Regions from separate parts of the Mus musculus genome. Here all the other regions are linked to region 1. A link is a contact called in public Hi-C, HiChIP or PLAC-seq and promoter capture Hi-C data. All regions are on one chromosome and are shown on one strand. Each heading gives the region's core, a stretch centred on a gene start, on an enhancer-like site or on the middle of the called end of the contact. The rest is flanking DNA. Distances are from core to core; before and after follow the strand shown.

What was found. Promoter capture Hi-C pulls out the DNA fragments that hold promoters and counts their contacts. Hi-C and Micro-C count contacts between places; a contact is called where the count stands out from the background. HiChIP or PLAC-seq counts read pairs in DNA pulled down with a chosen protein or histone mark.
Region 2: an H3K27ac HiChIP or PLAC-seq map of epiblast stem cells shows a contact between it and region 1, with 2.7 times the contacts expected there. The contact joins the promoter of 2310001H17Rik here to the promoter of BC064078 in region 1. A contact is called at or near these places in 2 of 39 promoter capture datasets (both in embryonic stem cells), 1 of 15 datasets of contacts at CTCF or cohesin (large pre-B cells), 5 of 484 Hi-C or Micro-C datasets (B cells, bone marrow-derived macrophages and embryonic stem cells), 11 of 115 datasets of contacts at active chromatin or transcription factors (the 230-238 cell line, acute myeloid leukemia, effector CD8 T cells and 4 more) and 1 of 9 other capture datasets (embryonic stem cells).
Region 3: a promoter capture Hi-C map of pre-B cells shows a contact between it and region 1, with 2.9 times the contacts expected there. The contact joins the promoter of Klrb1b here to the promoter of BC064078 in region 1. A contact is called at or near these places in 1 of 39 promoter capture datasets (pre-B cells) and 3 of 115 datasets of contacts at active chromatin or transcription factors (CD8 T cells, bone marrow-derived macrophages and epiblast stem cells).
Region 4: a Hi-C map of regulatory T cells shows a contact between it and region 1, with 3 times the contacts expected there. The contact joins the enhancer-like site here to the promoter of BC064078 in region 1. A contact is called at or near these places in 1 of 15 datasets of contacts at CTCF or cohesin (pro-B cells), 14 of 484 Hi-C or Micro-C datasets (CD4 T cells, Th1 cells, bone marrow-derived macrophages and 8 more), 18 of 115 datasets of contacts at active chromatin or transcription factors (the SCID.adh cell line, bone marrow-derived macrophages, effector CD8 T cells and 6 more) and 3 of 9 other capture datasets (adipose tissue, embryonic stem cells and liver).

What each region holds. Positions count from the first base shown.
Region 1 is chr6:128,990,831-128,995,745 of GRCm38.p6, reverse strand. BC064078 (cDNA sequence BC064078) reads right to left here and starts at 2,785. Exons shown (of 3, transcript NR_015455.2): 1 at 2,640-2,785.
Region 2 is chr6:129,235,815-129,240,729 of GRCm38.p6, reverse strand. It overlaps 2310001H17Rik (RIKEN cDNA 2310001H17 gene), which reads left to right and starts at 2,248. Exons shown (of 4, transcript NR_040268.1): 1 at 2,248-2,294; 2 at 2,886-2,991.
Region 3 is chr6:128,823,818-128,828,732 of GRCm38.p6, reverse strand. It overlaps Klrb1b (killer cell lectin-like receptor subfamily B member 1B), which reads left to right and starts at 2,418. Exons shown (of 6, transcript NM_030599.4): 1 at 2,418-2,574. The coding sequence starts at 2,487.
Region 4 is chr6:128,850,087-128,855,001 of GRCm38.p6, reverse strand. It overlaps BC035044 (cDNA sequence BC035044), which reads left to right. Exons shown (of 3, transcript NM_001254946.1): 3 at 4,797-4,915. Among named protein-coding and RNA genes, the nearest start is that of Gm34849, 4.5 kb to the left of the region's middle. Within about 2 kb of position 2,006, at least 25 of the 459 cell types and tissues checked have an H3K27ac peak or open chromatin away from gene starts, as enhancers often do. A contact at or near this core is called in bone marrow-derived macrophages, memory CD8 T cells, pro-B cells and 1 more, where this site is marked.

The DNA.
Region 1 (4,915 bases), core at 1,536-4,035:
CTCAACAAAACATGCATGCATGCCTGTCTCTCACTCTGTGGACCAGCAACAGAACGGGTCAAAATTCCCCAGCTCCAGCAAATTATAGTGTGATATATTTACTATACACATTCTCAAAGAAGTAATCTAACAAACGTCTAACTCAGATATGACCAATCGATATAGCCTTCAATCTTCTCAGAAGTCTGCTAATAATTAATAAGTTTATGACAGACAGAATCTCCCAAAGCCTAACAGCATATTCTCAAGGACTCGGAAGAAATAGACACAGCTACAAGAGACACCTAGATTGTGGTATGACAAGCCCTGAAAAACACTGTGGACAAGACTGGATACCCTAAGAGTCAAGTGACTTATATTGCCTGAGTGAAGGTCAATAATTTCTCATTCCATGCATTACCTGTTCCAAGGAGGACAAGGCCCTCCTTCTTCTGGGCTTGAAAACCCTAGTGACTCCACCTAAATTGCCATGAAGAACATAGGGACCTGGGAACTGTTTGGACTATAGATGAACTCTATCATTTTTTGATTAATATATGACTCCAAGATTATAATATATTCTTCCCCAGGATTCTGACTCCATTAACAACTATGGAAACTATAACTTGACAGCTAGAAAATAGACCTAACTCCTTGCCCTAAGGTAATCCTTCATGATAGTTACTCATTAATAAATTCATTAACTAGCTAAGGCTGCCAGATTTATTTGTAGACTTCACAAAATCGTTAAGCAAGTTCTGATGCAAGCTTTCACAGATGTAACCTGTTACTTCTTTGCTATGCCCACTCCAGCGAAGTCTGCCTGTCCGGGTCAAATGGCCTGGAGGCAGTCACGAGGCAAAGAGTTTCAAGGAAACTCAGCCTCCTGGAACCTTGACATTCTCATAGCTCGTATACTCAAACCCTGTCCCCACAATAGTATGGTGTATGCTCTCCTTCAGTATTGTTTTATTATAAGTGCCTTTAAACATTGAGTTTTGACTTAGGTAAGACTCCTCCAGTGTTCCAAAGTCCTTGAAATCCTTGAAGCAGACTTGGAATTCAGTAGGAATTCAGTGAGAATGTTACCTATTCAGTAACATTCAAATTTACTTCTAATAGAGACAGTGAAACTAATTAGGCAATACAAAGAACAGAGCTAGAATAGCTCAGGGCTAGTATGCAAAGTGATTACTTAGGACAAAAGCCAAGTCTCACCCAAACAAGGGAATTCACAATGACCTAACTTAATCATGAAAGAGTAAGGGAATCCCCGCTGGGACAGGTTTCTTCACGAGGACCAAAGGAACAGCATTATCAGGTATTTATTAAGAACCTCTGGTTGCGGGTTTAACATAGACTAGCATTACACCTGGCTCCATTCTAAGTGGTAAATGCGGCCTGATCCTCCACCACCTTTTGATGTATGCATTCCTTTTGTTTTGTGTCACTATAACTTGACAGATATGTCCCGCCTGGCTTTTCTTGTTTTTGTTTTGTTTTGTTTTGTTTTGTTTTGTTTTTCTTCTGTATAAAAAAGTCTGTTTTTCCTTTGGACATTACACTCAGATTCAAAACACTCTCTCGTGTTGTGTCTGTTTGTCTCCCCACTTTCACTGACTCCTTCGCCCACCTGCAACCAGTAGCCGGATCCATGCAGATAGGAGACCCAAAAAAGGGGTCTGTCTGTGGCACTTCTTTACCAAAACTCAGTTTCTATTGACAAAATGCTTCATATTTGCTCTTCTTGCTATGGCACTGTCCTAACATTATTTGAAATGCCGAAGAATCAATCAATTGTCATCATCATTATCAGTAATAATAATAATAGTTTCAGTCAGAATACTTGGCTTAAGTGATAAGCATTAACATTTGTTGTGAATTTTGTATTTTGATAAATATCGATCTTGTTTTCTCAAAATCCAGTATTCTTCAATACATGACAAAAAGAAAAAAAGAGATGAAGGAACAGGAATAAAGGGAAAAAGGAAGATAAAGGAACACAATATAATGAAGCATAGACAGTTTGAGATACAAGAAACACACTTTTGCTTCCTTTCTGAAGGCTGAAGAAGAAAACTCATTATATTCTTTTTCTATAACTTATCAAGAGCTCAAAAAAATGGAAAGGATGTGGTCCTGGGTAGGTTCAACTACCCACCCCCACCCCATGCCACCTCCTTACAATTCTTTTTCAATTACAATGGATCTGAAAAACAAAAACCCCAAGCTTCCCAGGCAACTTCTGTCACTATGCACATTGCAAAGCTACTGTTTGAATTTCCTCCACTCAGGGACTTGTAGAGCTAGCATTTTCCACAATAAGGTAATCCACCAGACTGTAGCTTACCAGATCCCTAGGAAGAGTGCTCTAGCAAGATAAGTACAAAGAAAGAAAGCTGTGGCTCTTAGAAGGTGACTCACTGTTCATTTCTGTTGCCTGAGAACTATTTGAGTATTGTATACTCCAATAGAATAACTAATGTAACAACCTCATAGCTAATCCGATCTGCATTCTCCTGCTCTGCAGACCCACAGTGACGGGCTCACAGACGCCCTTCTGTCCTTATTTTGTTTAAGGTTCAGCTCTTTTGCCTTCCTTCCCTGGTGAAGCTCCTCTCTGCTCTTATAGTTTGGTTCAAATAGTATTGAATACATACCCACTTCTCCCTCCTGCGGGCTGCTTGTAGTGCTGAGCATAGGTAAGGAAGCCTTTGTAACACTCATCTCAGAGCTGAGAAGCTGAGTTTCCACTACAGGATTGAAAATTGAAAGCTGAGAAGCACAAATACAGAGGAGGTTTCAGTATTTAGCCCAACTGGCCAATCCGGAAGCTTGAGCTACTCCTTCCTGTGCAAACTTGTTTGACTCAAATTGAAGCATTGTAAGGGAGGCATTTCATTAGACTGTAATGAAGTGAAACTAATGCTGTAGACAAAGAGCTTTTAACAAAGCCAAAAGGGGCTGGAGGGTGAGACCAGTTTTACTGTCCAGCGGGAATCAATTAGGAAATAAAAGACGACAACAAAAAAACACACAAACACACACACAAACATGACAAGAACAAAAAGAAAATATTACCAATCCTTTCCTGCCCTGAATACCACACATCAGACAGTGATCTTTAAGGTAGGCGAGCCCCACGTTGTTACAGCTCTGGGTTTTGGGGGCATTTTACAGGGACATCCAGGGCAAGGTCAGAGGAGTCTGTGTGTTGAAAAGCCCAGAGACAGAATCTCTAGGAGACAGAGTCAGAAAGAAGAGAGTTGGGGATCACAGTCAGAGCTAAACAAACTTCTTGCCTCTCAGGGAATAAGAGATCCTTTGTTCTGGAGCCAGATCCTACCTCAGGACTACAGACTCAGGCTGTCTAATATTACATGTTTACATATGGAAACATTTTGCTACTGGTATGGAGACAGAATAATGCCCACTGCCACCTTTATCAGCACAAGGAATGCCTCTAGACCAGTGTTTCTCAACTTTGCCCATACTGTGACTCTTCAATACAGTTCTGCACATTGTGGTGACTCTCAACCATAAAATTATTTTGTTGATATTTCATAACTGTAATTCTGGTACGATTATGAATTATAATGTAAATATTTGATATGCAGGATGTCTCATATGAGACCCCTGTGAAAGGGTAATTCGACCCCCGCACCCCAAAAAAGAGGTTGCATCTCACAGGTATAGAAAAACTGCTCTAGATTTTGACTATATATGTGGGTGTGACTCTCAGTGGAACCATGCAGGTGCCCGTAGAGGCCAGGAGAGGGTGTAAGATTGCTCAGAGCTGAGTTCACAGGCTTAAAGAATTTGGGTTTAGAATGTAGGTACCCCAAAAATGTAACAGCAGAACATCCTCATCCTCATGCAAGATGCGTTTAGAATTATTTTTATCATTTAGGAACATATGGCAAGGAATTTGCAAATGTCTCAGACTATTTAAAAAGTATTTATGATAAAATATTTAGGTGATGGTATGGTAGCACATGGGCTCTGATCCCGGCCCTGGGGACGCTGTCACAGGTAGAGCTCTATGAATCAGAGCCTAGCCTGGTCTACATAGGGAGCTCCAAGTCAACCAAGGCTAAATTTAAAAAATATAATATTTAGCATATTAACTATATAAAATATAAGGATGTATAATTAATATAGTAATATAATATATTAAATAAAATATATTATAAAATGAGAGTTAATAGAAATGTAGTCAGAGGGTTTTTAAATTCTGTTACTTGGAAATTGTCAATGCAGTTGAAGATGGGTCACTCAGATTTTCTGATGTCCAAGCGGTAATTTTCTCAGATGTCAGCACAAATTTGAGGTGCAAAACAAGGATCTGAGAATTTATCTCCTGAGGTCTTCTAGCACAGGAGGTAAGTCAGAAGCAACCCAACACCACATTTTCCATCCTTGCTGAAGGTAGTCTTTGTTCAGGTTTTTTTTGAGCTAATGAGGTTGCCTGGTTTTGACCTTCTCATTTAGTTCTTCACCTCCCAAAATTCATGATGGAAAGAGTGTCTAACAATGGGAAGTTTTAGCCATTGTTCTTGTCTTTTCAGTTGTGATCCTAGCTTTGCATAGCTGAGCCATCTATCCAGCACTTAGTACATGACAAAGAGCTTTACCATGAACAGAACAATGTTTCCCTTTAGCAGAGATGGCTCATAAAGTCCTTTACCCATATTTCTATATAACACTATGGTGAATGAGAATGGCCCCATAGACTCAAATATTCAAATGCTTGGTACCTAGTTGGTGGAGCTGTTTAGGAAGAATTAGGAGATATGGCCTTGCTAGACAAGGTGTGCTCCTATTGAAGGAAATGGGGTCATGAATGTGAAAAGCCTACTCCATCCCCAGTTGTGATTAATTTGGGGATTTATTTTAATTTTGATGAGGATCCATTATAGAGTCTCCAAATTTGGCA
Region 2 (4,915 bases), core at 999-3,498, 250 kb before region 1:
TTTTTAATGTTTGGCATTATTGTAAATTACACTTATAAATATTAAATTCTAATTATCCACTGTTAATATGCAAAAAACAATTCGCTTCTTAATGTTAGCCTTGATCCCTGCACATTGGAGTTTTCCCTTTCTAGTTTTGGGAAATCTTTATATTGGTTTTAAGGTAGTCTACCTGGACAATCAAGTCATCTGCTACAAGAAACTACTTAATAAAAGAATAAATAAGTTAACATTCTCTTCCTTCCAACAATCTCATAATTAAAAAAGCAATTCTTTAGTTCATTCTCTTCCAGTCTGTATAACCCTTTTTTTTTTGTTCTTATATGAAGCCATGAAGTCTTTCTCTTCTTCACAATGAGCTGGGACTCCCAGTCTAGTGTGAAAACATGTGAGAATGGATGTCTTTGTTTCAGATTCTAGAGTAAAACATATTTTGTCTCTCACCTTGAAACCCAATGTCAGCTGATAGCTTAGGCAAGCAGATCTCCTGGCATTCAATGCTAGCAAGATGAAGGTGTTCCTAGTATATCAACATAATGGAAGACTAGTATTTCATAACAAATGCGAAGAAAGTAATCAACTGATCTTTATCTGAAAAAAAAAAAACAACATACTTGTGAAAGTAACTTTACATCATACTCTAACCACACCCGCAGGGATGCAGTAGTTCATCAAACAAGAGTGGAGTCCACTATTTGGGTTCTGTGGGCCGTGATTTTGCACTTAAGTCTATAAGAATACAGAAATACAGTCTCCTTCTTTAACAACTCTGTTGATTTTCTGGTTTTGAATCACACATTTGCCCATCTCTGATATTTTCCAGTTTGCTAGTGACTTCGTCTGCCATGTACACTAATTTGAAACGGTATTTCCAACCCTCTCTAAATCTTGAGTCTTTTATCTCTCACCTGAACCCTCACCACCACGCATCATACTTGAACTATATGCATGAGCATCAGCAGTCAGAGATAGCAAGTTCACAATGACCTCTAAGTCATGCAGACACAGACACTAATGCAAGATGGGCAGAGAGGTGGGTACAAATAGACTTTGTGAGTGTCTCTCTGCAAATAGTTCTATTTCTATTTCTATTGCTCTTAGCGTGGCTATTTTCTTACAGAATCCCGTAGCTGCAGTGATTCTGGAAATGGAATTTTTGAGAAGCGGTGTCCAGGTGAGAATCTCTTTCAATAGTCTCTTGATGGTTCTCACGGCCCCAGTGTGATAGAAACTAGATAGAGGGATTGCTGCTTGATACATGATTTGAAAAGTTGGTTTGACTTGTTTAGCCACGGAATTTTTTACACCTCTGATGTTTTGACTGAGTCTATGTGTGCTTTAGCTGATGTGACTTGCATAATGATTTATCTCATCACTTCGCTAGAATTAAAGCCTGAAATGATAAGTAGTCTGGTTTTTTGTTTGCTTGTTTGTTTGTTTGCTTGTTTGTTTGCTTGCTTGTTTCTTTCTTTCTTTTGGCTTGTTTTTTTGTTTGTTTGTTTTGTTTTGTTTTTTTCTCTACATATCAACTGTGAATTGTCACAGTATAGTAGCATTTTCTCACAAAGCTCTTTAAAGCTTTGGGGACATAGAATGTCTATCTGTGAAAAATATCATATAAACTAAATGTTGTATATGCATGAAAGAAATTATTTAGGCATTGATTTACAATCATATAAGTTATGAGGTAGCTTTTCTATATCAATTCATTGTAATTAACTGTTAAATGAAATTCATCACTTTACATCACTAGTTTTCCTGACCCACTTTTCAATATAAAGTAGCTTATAAATGTTTGCAAAAGAAAGAGTATCTGGGAGGTAACAAATAAGAGATGTGTGTTAATGCACCTTATAATTATAAACTTAGTTTATCTTTGGCTTGAGTCATGACTATGGACGATACAAGCCAAGCAACAAGCAGAAGATACAAACAGGAGGTAGGAAAGGATGTCACACCTTGTCTTGATGTTCGGAAACATTTATTAATTTTATTTATTAATTTTATTTTTAATAAAAAAGTTTATTAATTAGAATTTATGTCCATTGGAGATGGAACTGTTTTCCTGAGGGATGGGATGTCTGTTAGATTTTTGATAGATTATTTCTTCTCTTTCTGTTTTAATTGGAGGCTTAACATACACATTTCACGGGATATGACTTGTGACAGGCACCCGTGTGCCGCCCCACCCCACCTCTCCCCGCCCTGCCAGGCTGGGGCTCCTGCCCTGTAGAACTCAGAGATGGAGCCGGCGCCACCTGACTAGGGAGGACTAGTTTAGATCTCCAGATTCGGTACAGTGGGAATACCTGAGGGAAGAGTTTCAGAGTTATTTGAGGAGCAGGGACGCCCACGGGTTCCAACCAATGCCCTCCTTACTTGTTTTGTGTTTCGTTTTAGTTATTAGCGATGCGGTTGGATGAGACTTTGTTGTTTCATATGAAAGAATTTGCTTTGAGGGAGCCGGGAGCAGCACTACAATCCGCAGGGTTGTTTATTTTAAATAGGGCTCTGCACGGTGTTATTTATGACACCGTGATGTTGACACTTCGAGTTCTTTTAAAGTTATATTTTTATTTGCATTCCTGTGTGAGGGAAGGGAGGGGGAGAGGATGGGAGGAGCTTCCTGTGTGCAAGCCTGCAGGTGCGCCAGTGCTCAGCAGAGGGCACTGAATGCTGCGGCACTCGGGTTAACAGATGGTAGTGAGCTGTCTGAACTACTTAAAATTTTCAGGTAAAAGGGCAGCAAGCATTCTTAAACTGCTGAGCGGCCCTCTAGGTGTTCTTTGCTGGGGCAGGGGAGTTAGCAGGGAGGAAGTGGAGAGAACTGGGAGAGTTGAGACCCTCCTTCTGAGCGTTAAGCTGCATGTAGATAATATCTGCAGGTGTGGCACAATTGAAAAGGCAGTGGCTTTCAGGCTAGTCACTGCACGGACTAGTAAGGCAGCTCTCTTGCTCCCAGCACCGTGCATCTGATTCTCCGTTCTCAGGGTGAGTAGCCCCTCCAGTTCTCAACATACACATGTTGGTAATTTCACTGTGTGTGTGTGTGTGTGTGTGTGTGTGTGTGTGTGTGTGTACATATAAAGGTTAGAGATCAACTTTTCGGTGTCAGTCAAATGTGAGGCCCAGGAATGTACCCAGGTCAGTAGCCCCGGCAAAGCCCAGTGAGTCATCTCAGATACCTTCGTTTCAGGACTTTTGCTTAGGTCTGTAATTGTCTATAGAGCAGATAATTCTTAGTATAAGAAGCAGTGGGGTTTTTACTGTGCATCTTGCCTCCCCCTCCCCCTTTTCTTACACTGGCACAGTTTTCAATTTGATATTGAGGAGGGCACCCATATTTTCCTTGAAGAACATATAGTATCACTTTTACAGGCCCAATGATTTGATAATCTTATGGATTTTCATGTCCCATACTGTTTTGGGAATACCTGTGCATTAGTGTGTCTCCTTGCCTGATTTGTTTGGTCTTCTCCTTCATTGGCTAAAAACTCTTCAAGCCCAACCCACCGCCAGCTGTGTACTAAGTGTAGCAAGGTCATACCTCCTAAAGGTTTCCCAACCTCCCCTAAACATCACCACCAACTGGGGACCAAGTGTTCATATACAGGAGCCTATGAGGGGCTTTTCTCATTCAAATCATCACAGTGCATCACTGGAGGAAAGTGAAGGCAGCAGACCTTTGAAGCAGTTGGTCACAATCCAGCCACTGTGGAAAGAAAGAACAATGAAGCTTAGTGCAATTTCTTCACTCTCTGACAGTCCAAAATCCCCTGCTCAAAGAATGGTTTCATCTCAGTGGGAGGATTTTTTTTCCCCATGTTAGTTTTCCTCAGATGCACCCACATACCATCCTAATCTAGATAATCCTTCATGGAAACTCCCTTTGCAAGTGATTTCAGATTGTGTTAAATTGAGAGCCAAAACCAACCACGCAAAGGTGTTTTTTTTTTTAATGTTTTTTTAGGTATTTTCCTCATTTACATTTCCAATTCTATCCCAAAAGTCCCCCATACCCTCCCACCCACTCCCACTTTTTGGCCCTGGTGTTCCCCTGTACTGAGGCATATAAAGTTTGCACGACCAATGGGCCTCTCTTTCCACTGATGGCCGACTAGGCCATCTTTTGATACATATGCAGCTAGAGACAAAAGCTCCGGGGTACTGGTTAGTTCATATTGTTGCATACGAAGGTGTTTTAAGAGGTGGGTGTGATGACTTTTGCGTTGTTCTTCTCTGCGGGGAAATCTCTTAAGAGTCTGTTCTGACTGTGCCCAGTTTCTGGAATTCCCCACTTGTTTAGTCAGCACTCATGGAAAACACTATTAGCTTTAGCCACGGGCCAGCACATGTAGTGTAGTCTGGGACTCTAGCATTGGAATTCATGACGCATCTTGTAACAGGAGGCCTGGAGCACATGCTGTAACTGAGCCCTGAGGTTCTAACATGCTCCAAACAAGACTCGTGATGGAAATATGGAGTTTAGTCAAAATACAAAATGCCTGTGTGAGGAACACAGAAATGAATCCCATCTTCTAGAGAATGGACATCAGCTAGGGTTTCAGCAGAGGAAGTATTAGTGCAGGGCCCAGAGGGCTTCCTGACTAAGCGCTCTCAGTCTGACAGTGCTATAGTTGATCATTTGCTCAGTTCCTGTTCTTCCAGGTGGTTTGGAGAGTCCTCTTGCTCAAGAGAACCATCTGCTTCCTTAATTCTTCCCCTGCTTATGCCTAAAGCCATGTTAGGATCCCAAGATGAGCTTGAGGTCACCGGATCCCTTTGTTGATTCCTTTTCCTGGCACATTGATTGAATTGCCTGTCTCTGACCCTTACTTCTGAGTGACAAATGAAGTTTGGCTGGTCCCCCACAAAGGAAAAGAGTCAGAGGATGGAGACAGGCTGACAGTTTCTC
Region 3 (4,915 bases), core at 1,169-3,668, 170 kb after region 1:
AAAACTCCGTATCACGGTTTGGAAAGATATCTCAGCAGATAAGAATGATGTAACACGCCAGATGTGGTCTCAGGAACACCTATAACCCCAGCATCCAGAGGGAAAGAGAAAGAAGGACCGCTAGAGGCTGTTGGTTTTCAGACTAGCTGCAAACACAAAGTCATTACAAGCTCCAAATGAAACCATGCATCAAAGGAACAAGAAAGAAAGAGTATCCAAAATTCTTCTCTGGCCTCTGGGCATGCACATAGGTGTGTACATTCCCAAACACATGCACATACACCACACAGACATACACCGTGTTCACACCCAGGCATAAACACATACACGGACATGGACAAATAAAAATAAATAAAACCCAGGATCACATACAATCGTTCACGCCTTAAGCCCTTTAGATTTCATAACACGTTGTATATGCATAATATCACATTGTATTCTTCTGCACACAACTACACACACCTGCCCACACTCCTTATATTTTATAGCAACAAGATCATTATAGTCCTGACATCTGACATATTTTGCGGTGGAACTATCATTTGGGCAATTAGGTGATCGGATGACTTTGGTCAGTCAGATTCTCCTGACATGTATTCTCAGGAGGGTTTTATTTTTATCTGTTCAATGATGGCCACATAACAAAACTTCTGTTGTAAAAAAAACTACTTTCAGTACTTGGTATTGCCCCTGCCACTCTGTCACAGGAAAAGTGGTCTATCAGCTGCATGGGCAATAACAATCGTCACTGGTTGTTATTTTTAGTTTCTTTACGATTTGTGGCTTAGAGGCTTTTGGAAGCACTTGCTGATGAAAGTATCTCCCCTCACATCTCTTGATTTTAGTAAGGCCACTGTAGATCCATCATGGTCAGGCTTCAGAACATGCAACATTTCAATGTTGGGCTTGCAGAGATGGCTCAGTAGTCAAGAGCACCAGCTGTCCTTCCAGAGGGACAATTCCCACCTTACATGGCAACATGGCAGCTCACACCCACAGAACACCAATACACATACAATAATAAAGTAAACCTAAAAACCACCTTAAACGTCAATCCTCAAAGATTTATTTTTCATCTAATCTCAGCTTCAGACTTCTCTGTACTCTATTGATCTTTCTAATCTATCCTCTTATTCACTGACCCGAAGGCTGTTTGCTTAAGCATAATCCATGAGCCACCTCAAATATTTGGAATGTTATTCACACATTTCCCACTGAAGATACTCGTGATATCTAGGGAAGAGAGGAGGGTTAAGTATAGGAAGTGAATTATTAACAAACTTTCAGGTGATTCTTATATATACTAAAGCCTGAGGTCCTGATGTATTTGAAATTTATATATACACTAACATTTCAGCACTGGTTGAAATTAGTACTGTTGCCTGCTAGGTTTAGTAATCTGAGCAAAATAAATACATAGGATCTCTCAGGATGGACAAGTCTGGAGAATCCCATACACTTGTTGAAGTCTTAGGTTTCAATAGCATGAGTATTGAGTGAGGGGACTGTCATCAGTGACAGCTGAGGACATTTCACAGTGTCTTAAGTGATCTGTGAGATACTAACACAGGCTTACCCATACTTCATAGTCATTATGGTCATGGAAAAATGAGTGTGAGCCCCAAGTTGTCTGTACACATCCCCTGTCTCCTAGAACTCACAGCCAGCAGACTGCTGCCAGTACCCGATACTTGTTCAACTCCACTCTGACCACAGAAAGTGGCTTTAAGGAAATCCTTGATTTTCTTCTTCTTTTTCACTTGTGATATGACAATACCCGACATGGGGGCATTTGTGGTCCTTGCTCTAAGGCTCTAGGCCTACAAATCCTTCGATGAGTTAGCACATCCCATAGACCCAAGTCCTCCACTCCCTGAGCTCTGAATGATGGAGCCCTTAGCTCAGAACAGCACTGAGTGGGACCTGCTGCTTTTCCTGTTGTGTTGCCATGGGTTCTCACCACAGCAGCATCTCCACAATCCACAGCTCCCTTCACAGTATGCAAATTTCAGGAGGATGTTAGAGCTTCAACTCACGTCAGATAGTACCGTGGACATTTGTGTCCTAATCCACATTTTCATAACATAGAATAAAATGTCACACATCTTAATCCCTGGGGGCTGAGGGAAAGGTAAATTTGAACTCAGGATAAATATTTCACTCATTGGAGATCTGAGAGGATAACTCATAACGGATGGTTAGAGGAATAAGAACATAAGAAAGACCTTTCCAGAAATTTGTTAGAAACCAAACCGTACGTTCTGTATGTGGCACATTCTTGTCTAAAGAAAAAAAGAAAAGGAAGCCTGAGAGTAGGACAGACACCAGGTCAATAGCTATGGAGAAACCCTCAGCCACCAGTGTGGGCGGGTGTGGACACACACAGCACAGCATACCCAGCGGACTTCCTTTTTGGCTCATTTCACCTCACAGGACTCAAAGTTTGTCCCTGTTCACGAGGCCGGTGTCAAGTCCCTCCATCTACAATGGATTCAACAACACTGGTCTATGCAGATTTAAACCTAGCCAGGATCCAAGAACCTAAGCATGATTCACCTCCATCTCTTTCCCCAGGTAAGCAGCTTGCTTCTGGCATTTGAATTATCTTCCAGAGTTAAGATTATCCTCCAAAACTTATGGGTGTAAGTCATTGATTTAAAGGTGACAAGCAGGTATATGTTAGAGTTAAATAGTATAGCTATCCTGCCTGCAGAAAACCACAGTTCTACAAATGCCATAGAGTCCATTTTTACTCGTGTAGTCAGAAGGAAATCCGAACATTACTTCTCCTATTCTGCCTTTGCTAAGAATTCTAAGAAAGAATATTTTACTCCCATGAGCCAAGGGGTGGTTTAAGAGATACTTGCTGCATTCCATTGCTAATTCCAAATTCGTCTACAGAACATGGACACTACGATCCCGTTCTACCTTGGTGGCAACCCCAGCTCTCCCTTCACAGTGAAGTGTGTAGACGTCATTGTTAATGTCTTTGTCGCCTGAAAAGGAAGACATTCGTTGTGGGGAAAGTCATAGTAAAAATGAAAGGTCTGAATTAAATTAAAAGCCAGTAATTTTTATATATTAAAATTTATTCAATTTGTTAAAAAGCTGGTTCTTTCTCTCTTGCAAAGTATAACAGCTATAAGTGGAGGAACCACAAGTTACCTGAGCCAGTTGGGAATTAATCTTTCAATGCTGGCCAAAAGTAGCACTCTTGTCCACCAGAGGATTTAATGATTCTAGCAAAAGAAATGTGGAAGTCTACCAAGAGGTGAAGTATGTGACATAAGGATGGCTGAGATGTAAGAGAACAGAAACTCAGGTAGAGAGTGTATAAAATAATCATGAAAACAAAATTCTAGTCTGCTGTCTAACTGAACACAGGGCAGTTGTTTTCCAATATGATGTTCTCTATGTGTTGTAACATGTGGACTTCCAACTTTAGTGGTTCTTGTTAGAAACTATTAAATTGTCAAAGGTTTGAGTCAAGGAGAAAGTCTCAGAGTCACCAAATAAATTTCATTATAATGTTTACGTAAGGGTCAGTGGAGAGTGGAAGAGGGCCTGGTAGATAACTCCACGGGGAGTGATGGTGTCAGCTATTTTGTGTTGGGAAAAAGCAAGTCTTTGTTTTCCCATCATGCCTAACAAAAGTGGAGAAAAGACCTTGTTGAAAATGGTATAAGAAAACCAGCAAGATTCTGCTGAAAAGACCCTGATATAGCTGTCTCTTAGGAGGCTATGCTGGTGCCTGGCAAACACAGAAGTGGATGCTCACAGTCAGCTATTGCATGGAACACAGGGCCCCCAATGTAGGAGCTAGAGAAAGTACCCAAGGAGCTAAAGGGGTCTGCAATCCTATAGGTGGAACAACAATATGAACTAACCAGTCCCCCCAGAGCTCATGTCTCTAGCTGCATATGTATCAGAAGATGGCCTAGTCGGCCATCACTAGAAAGAGAGGCCCATTGGTCATGTAAACTTTATATGCCCCAGTACAGGGGAACACCAGGGCCAAGAAGTGGGAGTGGGTGGGTAGGGAAGTGGGGGTGGGTGGGTATGGGGGACTTTTGGGATAGCATTTGAAATGTAAAATAAGAAAATACCTAATAAAAAAAGAAGACTAATATAGAGAAAAATAATAATGCTTTCCTCAAATCCTACTGTCTATGATCCCAAATCAAGAAAACTAGAGGGCTGTCGAGATGTTTCAGCGGTAAAGGCTAGGCTCACAACCAAATTCATAAAAAGTGTCTAGGAAGTCTTTAAAACAGATAAAAAGAAGTAATCATTATCCTAAAGGTTACTAATCTGGAAATAAACCTGAAGAAAAGAAACAAATAACTAGAATAAAAATAATGTTTGAGCATAATATTTGAAGAGAAAATGCTGACGCACTGGCATAGTAACTGTGAAACCGCCAAGACCTGTTAGCTAAAGGACTCAAACTGTGGTAAGCTCGAAGCACCACGATTAGATCTGCCAGCAAAAAGGACCGGAAAGGGGGACGGGGGCAGTGACCTAGTTTCTTTGTGGTTAAATGACCAAAGGTCTGTTTTGATAGTACAATGGGTAAAATAGGTACGAACGCCCCTGGAGTTTGTTCATTCATTCAGAGATAACTAATTACTATAAGATAAATAATGCTCTGGACATTGGGGAAATAGCCATGAAGAAACAGGAAAACATCTTTCTCCCTGTGGATTTTATATTATTGTGAAGTTTAAAATCAGTGATATAAATACTTGCATCAACAACTTTGAGATGTTGAATGCCAACAAGAAAAGCATCTAGGTGGAACTTGAGAGTTTTGTCTTGAGAGACAGCATCATGTCAAACAGAGTCATCAAGGCAGGCCTTTTAGGGAGATGATGCTGGAGTCCAGCGCTCAAAGATGCTGGGGACCAAGGCTCAG
Region 4 (4,915 bases), core at 757-3,256, 140 kb after region 1:
GATGATTATTTTCCTCCTGACAGCTTGGCGGGCCTTTTTTTTTTTTTTTAATTGGCTATTTTCTTTATTTACATTTCAAATGTTTTCCCCTTCCCAGGTCTCCCCTTCTGAAACCCCCTATCCAATCCCCCTTCCCCATGCCTCTATGAGGGTGCTCCCCCACCCAACCATCAACTCCCGTCTTTCTGGCATTCCCCTACACTGGGGCATCGAACACCCTCAGGCCCAAGGGCCTCTCCTTCCACTGATGTCCAACAAAGCCATCCGCTGCCACATATGCAGCCAGAGCCATAGATCCCTCCCTGTGTACTCTTTGGTTGGTACTCCTCCAGAGCACCGGGAGGTCTGGCCTGTTGACACTGTTGTTGCTCCCTACATGGGGCTGCAAACCCCCTCAGCTCCCTTTCTAACTCCTCCATCCCGGACCCGTGCTCAGTCCAATGGTTGGCTGCAAGGATTTGGCGGGCATTTTTAAATGAGCAGGCCAAGTCATTCACCATCATCATTACAATCAGTACTGCTGCTTCTGCTGCTAACAATGCTGAGGTCACACTGGACAGAGGGAAGTCGGTGAGGTGGAGGAGGGCAGGGCTAGGCGGCACCTGGAGCCCTGTGCTCACGGGGAGTGGGAGAGAGGAGAGAGTGCAGTTCCCAAAAGACCTGTACATGGGGAAGTTCAGGCTATTGGTCTATACACCTGCAGAATATTTTAGGGTCACGAAGGATGTTATGGTAATGAGTGCCCCCTGGTGGCTGTTTATACACATTGTGCAAGGGATTTTAATGACCAAGTCACAGAACAAAGAAAGACAGATGGTCTGAGACAGCCCCAATTTAGATAGAGTGTGTAGCAGATACCCCAAGGATGACTGAGGATCAGCTTTAGACTCAGTGTTTGCCCCCCACCCCCAGCCTTGCTGGAGACCCAAGGCCTGTGATGCAGCGTCTCACGTGATAGCCTGGGTCTCACTTGATAGCCTGCGGTGGAACTGTGGTGGGTGGGGAAACCCTGGAAAGCCATCTCCAAATCCAAAGGCTCTCTGAAGCAAAGACCTGGTCTGTGTTCTGGAATAGTCAGGCTCGCCCTGCTAAGGCCACAGCTTTGCAGAGGCTCTCGGGGCCCTGGACCTGGGAAAGGTACCCGGTACCTCTTAGGCTATGGCTGGGAAATGGTGACTTGACTGATCTCAAAGTCGATCTCCTCAAGCTGAGAGTAATGAAGAAGAGGTCTCAGTCCCCTGGGTGGGGACTCAACTTCTCCTGGGATTTCAGCAACATCGGAAAGGTTATTTCTCCTGTTAGTGAAATGAACCAGTTCGAGAATGTACTCATTACAGTGACATTTAGTGAAAATTGATGTCCTGTGGGAATCAACCCAGAAGCATAACAACTTCAAAAAAGGGTGAACAGTAATTGCTAGCCCCTTTCAAGCCTGTGAAAATCAAAGTTTCTGGAAAGAAGCAGAGACTTCCACATAAACTTCTGTAAGGCTGATTAGAGCTTTAGTGGCCGCTGAGGGTTGGAAATGCTGTGAGCCACTTTTATGAGCCACTTTAGACCTCTAGAAAAAATGAGAGAGAGAGAGAGAGAGAGAGAGAGAGAGAGAGAGAGAGAGAGAGAGAGAGAGAGAAGCAAGGAAGGAAGAACCATTTATTTTATGCACATTAGTGCTTTTCTTGTATATATGTATGTGTACCTTGTACATGCCTGGTACTCCTGAAGGTCAAAAGAGAACATCAGATCTCCCTGGAGAGGAGTCATCTCTCCAGCCCTCCATCTTTAGCCCTCACAATAACTGTTGCTCCCCTCTGTCCCTGACCTTTCTCGCCATCGAATAACTCAGAAGACTAGCTCTCCTTGGCATATATTAACAGACAGGTAGCTTCCACCGATCCAAAAACAGAGAGCATCACCAGGTAACATCTGAGCCTATACCAACGGCTCCCACTTTACTGTAACCATGTCTCTCACATCTCCACCGATGTGCTTGACAAGTGTCTTTGGGTGTGGCTTCCTTTGCTCTATTTTGGGTAATCTAAATCTGTGTTTCTGGGCATAGTCACTCATTTTGTCTCCAGAGTAAATGCTTATTCCCTTTGAAGTGAGAATTGTGCTTCTGCTCACAATGAAGAGTGACTCTGGGGACTTGATAGAAGAGCACACTGCCACTGTAGGAGAGGAGAGGCAGAGAAGAGAGAGAAGAGAGATTAGATACCAGCAAGCTGAGATTGCTTTATTGGAATAGAGAGGGGCCCAAACTTTCCATGGCATGAAGGTTGAACACATTTACAGGGGATGGGGACATAGGTGTTGGTGTGTGCATGTCTATATGTGTCTGTGTGTGTGTGTCTGTGTGTGTGTCTATGTGTGTCTATGTGTGTCTGTGTGTGTCTGTGTGTGTGTGTCTGTGTGTGTGTCTATGTGTGTCTATGTGTGTCTGTGTGTGTGTCTGTGTGTGTGTCTGTGTGTGTGTCTATGTGTGTCTATGTGTGTCTATGTGTGTCTGTGTGTGTGTCTATGTGTGTCTGTGTGTGTGTGTCTGTGTGTGTCTGTGTGTGTCTGTGTGTGTCTGTGTGTGTCTGTGTGTGTCTGTGTGTGTGTCTCTGTGTGTGTGTGTCTGTGTGTATCTGTGGCTACCAGGAAGATACAGCTGTGTTTGTGGTTTGATTGGAAGCAGAATACGTTGTTTTCAGTACCCAGGCTCTTACCCAAAATATCCCAACTCCGGTCAGGTGAAAAAGAAAAAGGACAGAGAGCAGACACCATTTGGGGAGGCTGCTGTTGGGTCTCAAAGGTAGGGTGGCCATGTTGGGGTTAGATAAAAGCTGCTAGGTTTTGGAACATGAAGAATATAGCGATGCTGTGAGTGAGGAAGTTGGTGAAACAGCTGAAAAGCAGGGACCAAACAGTAAAGTTAGCACAACTGCAATGATTGGCCATCCGAAAGTGTGATCCCCAGTCCCCAAGCAGCCAGGTGTCCCTCCAGAAAGCACTGCCTGCCTTTTCTCTGCGTTTAACTCCTTCTAACAATCACTTACATCACTCTCCCCAGGTCGAGCTGATTCTCCTCAAAGCGACACTCTGTCCTCCTGTCTTAGCATTGATTAAGTTCAGCCCTCTGTGGTTTTGCATGGGCCACCACAGCTGGAAATCTATTTTAGTTTGTTGTCAAAGGCCAGCTTTGACACCACAGGATAAATCAAGTCAGGCAGCAAGGTGTATCCTCAGCGATTGGGGTTAGTGCTGAGAGGAGCTGGTGGATGTGGGGGGGTCAGTTCAGATAGTGACCAACGAGGGTTGCTGCCTATGCAGCCAGCGATTAGAGAAAAGAAAAGGAGGGAAATCAAACACACACACAAACAAACACACACACGAACAAACACACACACACACACAAACACATACACACAAACAAACACACACACAAACATACGCACACACACAAACAAACACACACACAAACATACACACACACACAAACAAACACACACACAAACATACACACACACACACAAACAAACACACACACAGTGGGTGAAGCAAAAGCAGGCTCCAGCGATTTATTTTTTTTCTCTTAACCCTCTTTTGTACCCCTTTAAAAAAGTTTTCTATCTAAAAAGAAAGTTACCTCATAGCCACAAGTTGAGCAATCACCACAAAAACATATTAAAATAGATCAAAATCGTTACACAAGGGGAAATTACAACAGGATTGTTGATTATGTATTTCTTTTTTGAAACTTATATCTAGTTTAAAAAATTCTCATCTATCTTTATTTCCACAAGCTCACTGTAACCCCAAAGCAGCAATTCTTTTGTCATTGATTAACAAAGTCTGAGCAGGTCAAGTCTAGAGTAGCAAGGGTGTCCCTGTGCTATTGATTGATGTTGGTCGTAGGTGCAGCCATAGACAGAGAAGCTCAACAAGATGCTAAGCCTTCATTTTCTGAAGGAGCAGAGGGGCCCAACCTTCCCAGGAAAGACTGACACCCAGCTAGCTCACATCAGTTACCTTATTTAAACACCAAACAAGGTTAACTGGGTCTGGGAAAGGTTCCAGCTACCAAAGTTATCTTGCCCTTTGCTCCTCAGGATAGCAGACAACACACACAAATCTCAGTCCCTTTTTAACATGGCTAGTCATAATCAAAAGGAAGAACTCCGGGTTTGCCAGGAGTCGTAGGACCAAGATTAGAGCAGCTGCAAGCTCTCACATAGCACCCAGTGCAGACTCTCCAGAGAGAAAACATTTCTTCAAGGTTTAAACAGGCCCATAACAAGTTCTCAGCCTCTACTGATTGACCCAAACCTAACAAAAACTTTGCTGTAATAGTTCACTCAAAGCCAGACACAAAGGCTTTACTACTCGTCTCACTGAATTAATTTTCACAATATATACCGCCTCCTGAAGGAAACCAAGGCATTCCCTTGTGAATACACACCTCATCTGTGGCCAGCGTAAGTATTGTACAGGGAAGGTGGGAAGCATCCTCCCAACATCTGTAGAATTTTCATCTTACCAGAAGAAAGTTCAAGGTATACCTGAGAGATACAATTATATCTCGGCTATGCATTCAAAATAAAAATATATAGCTTGGTCCCTACCAACGAATGTAACTCTAGAGCCTCTTAAAAGATGTTTGTGGGCGGGAAGAAAAAATGTGTACACCAAGCTGGCCTCAAACTCAGATCCTTCTGCCTCTGCCTCTTCAGCATATCCTACAGGCCTGTGCCCCAGAGCTGGAAAGAACCCTTTTTTGCTAATTTTCTAATTGAAGCTTTCTCTTTATGACCTAGGTTGCCTAGATATTCCATGGATGTTTTCAAGAAATTCAAGCAAAGAACTGAGGGCCCCCTGCTGGCCTCTCCTAGAAACACAGGTCAACAATGCCAGGCAGCTTCCAGGCCAACAACAC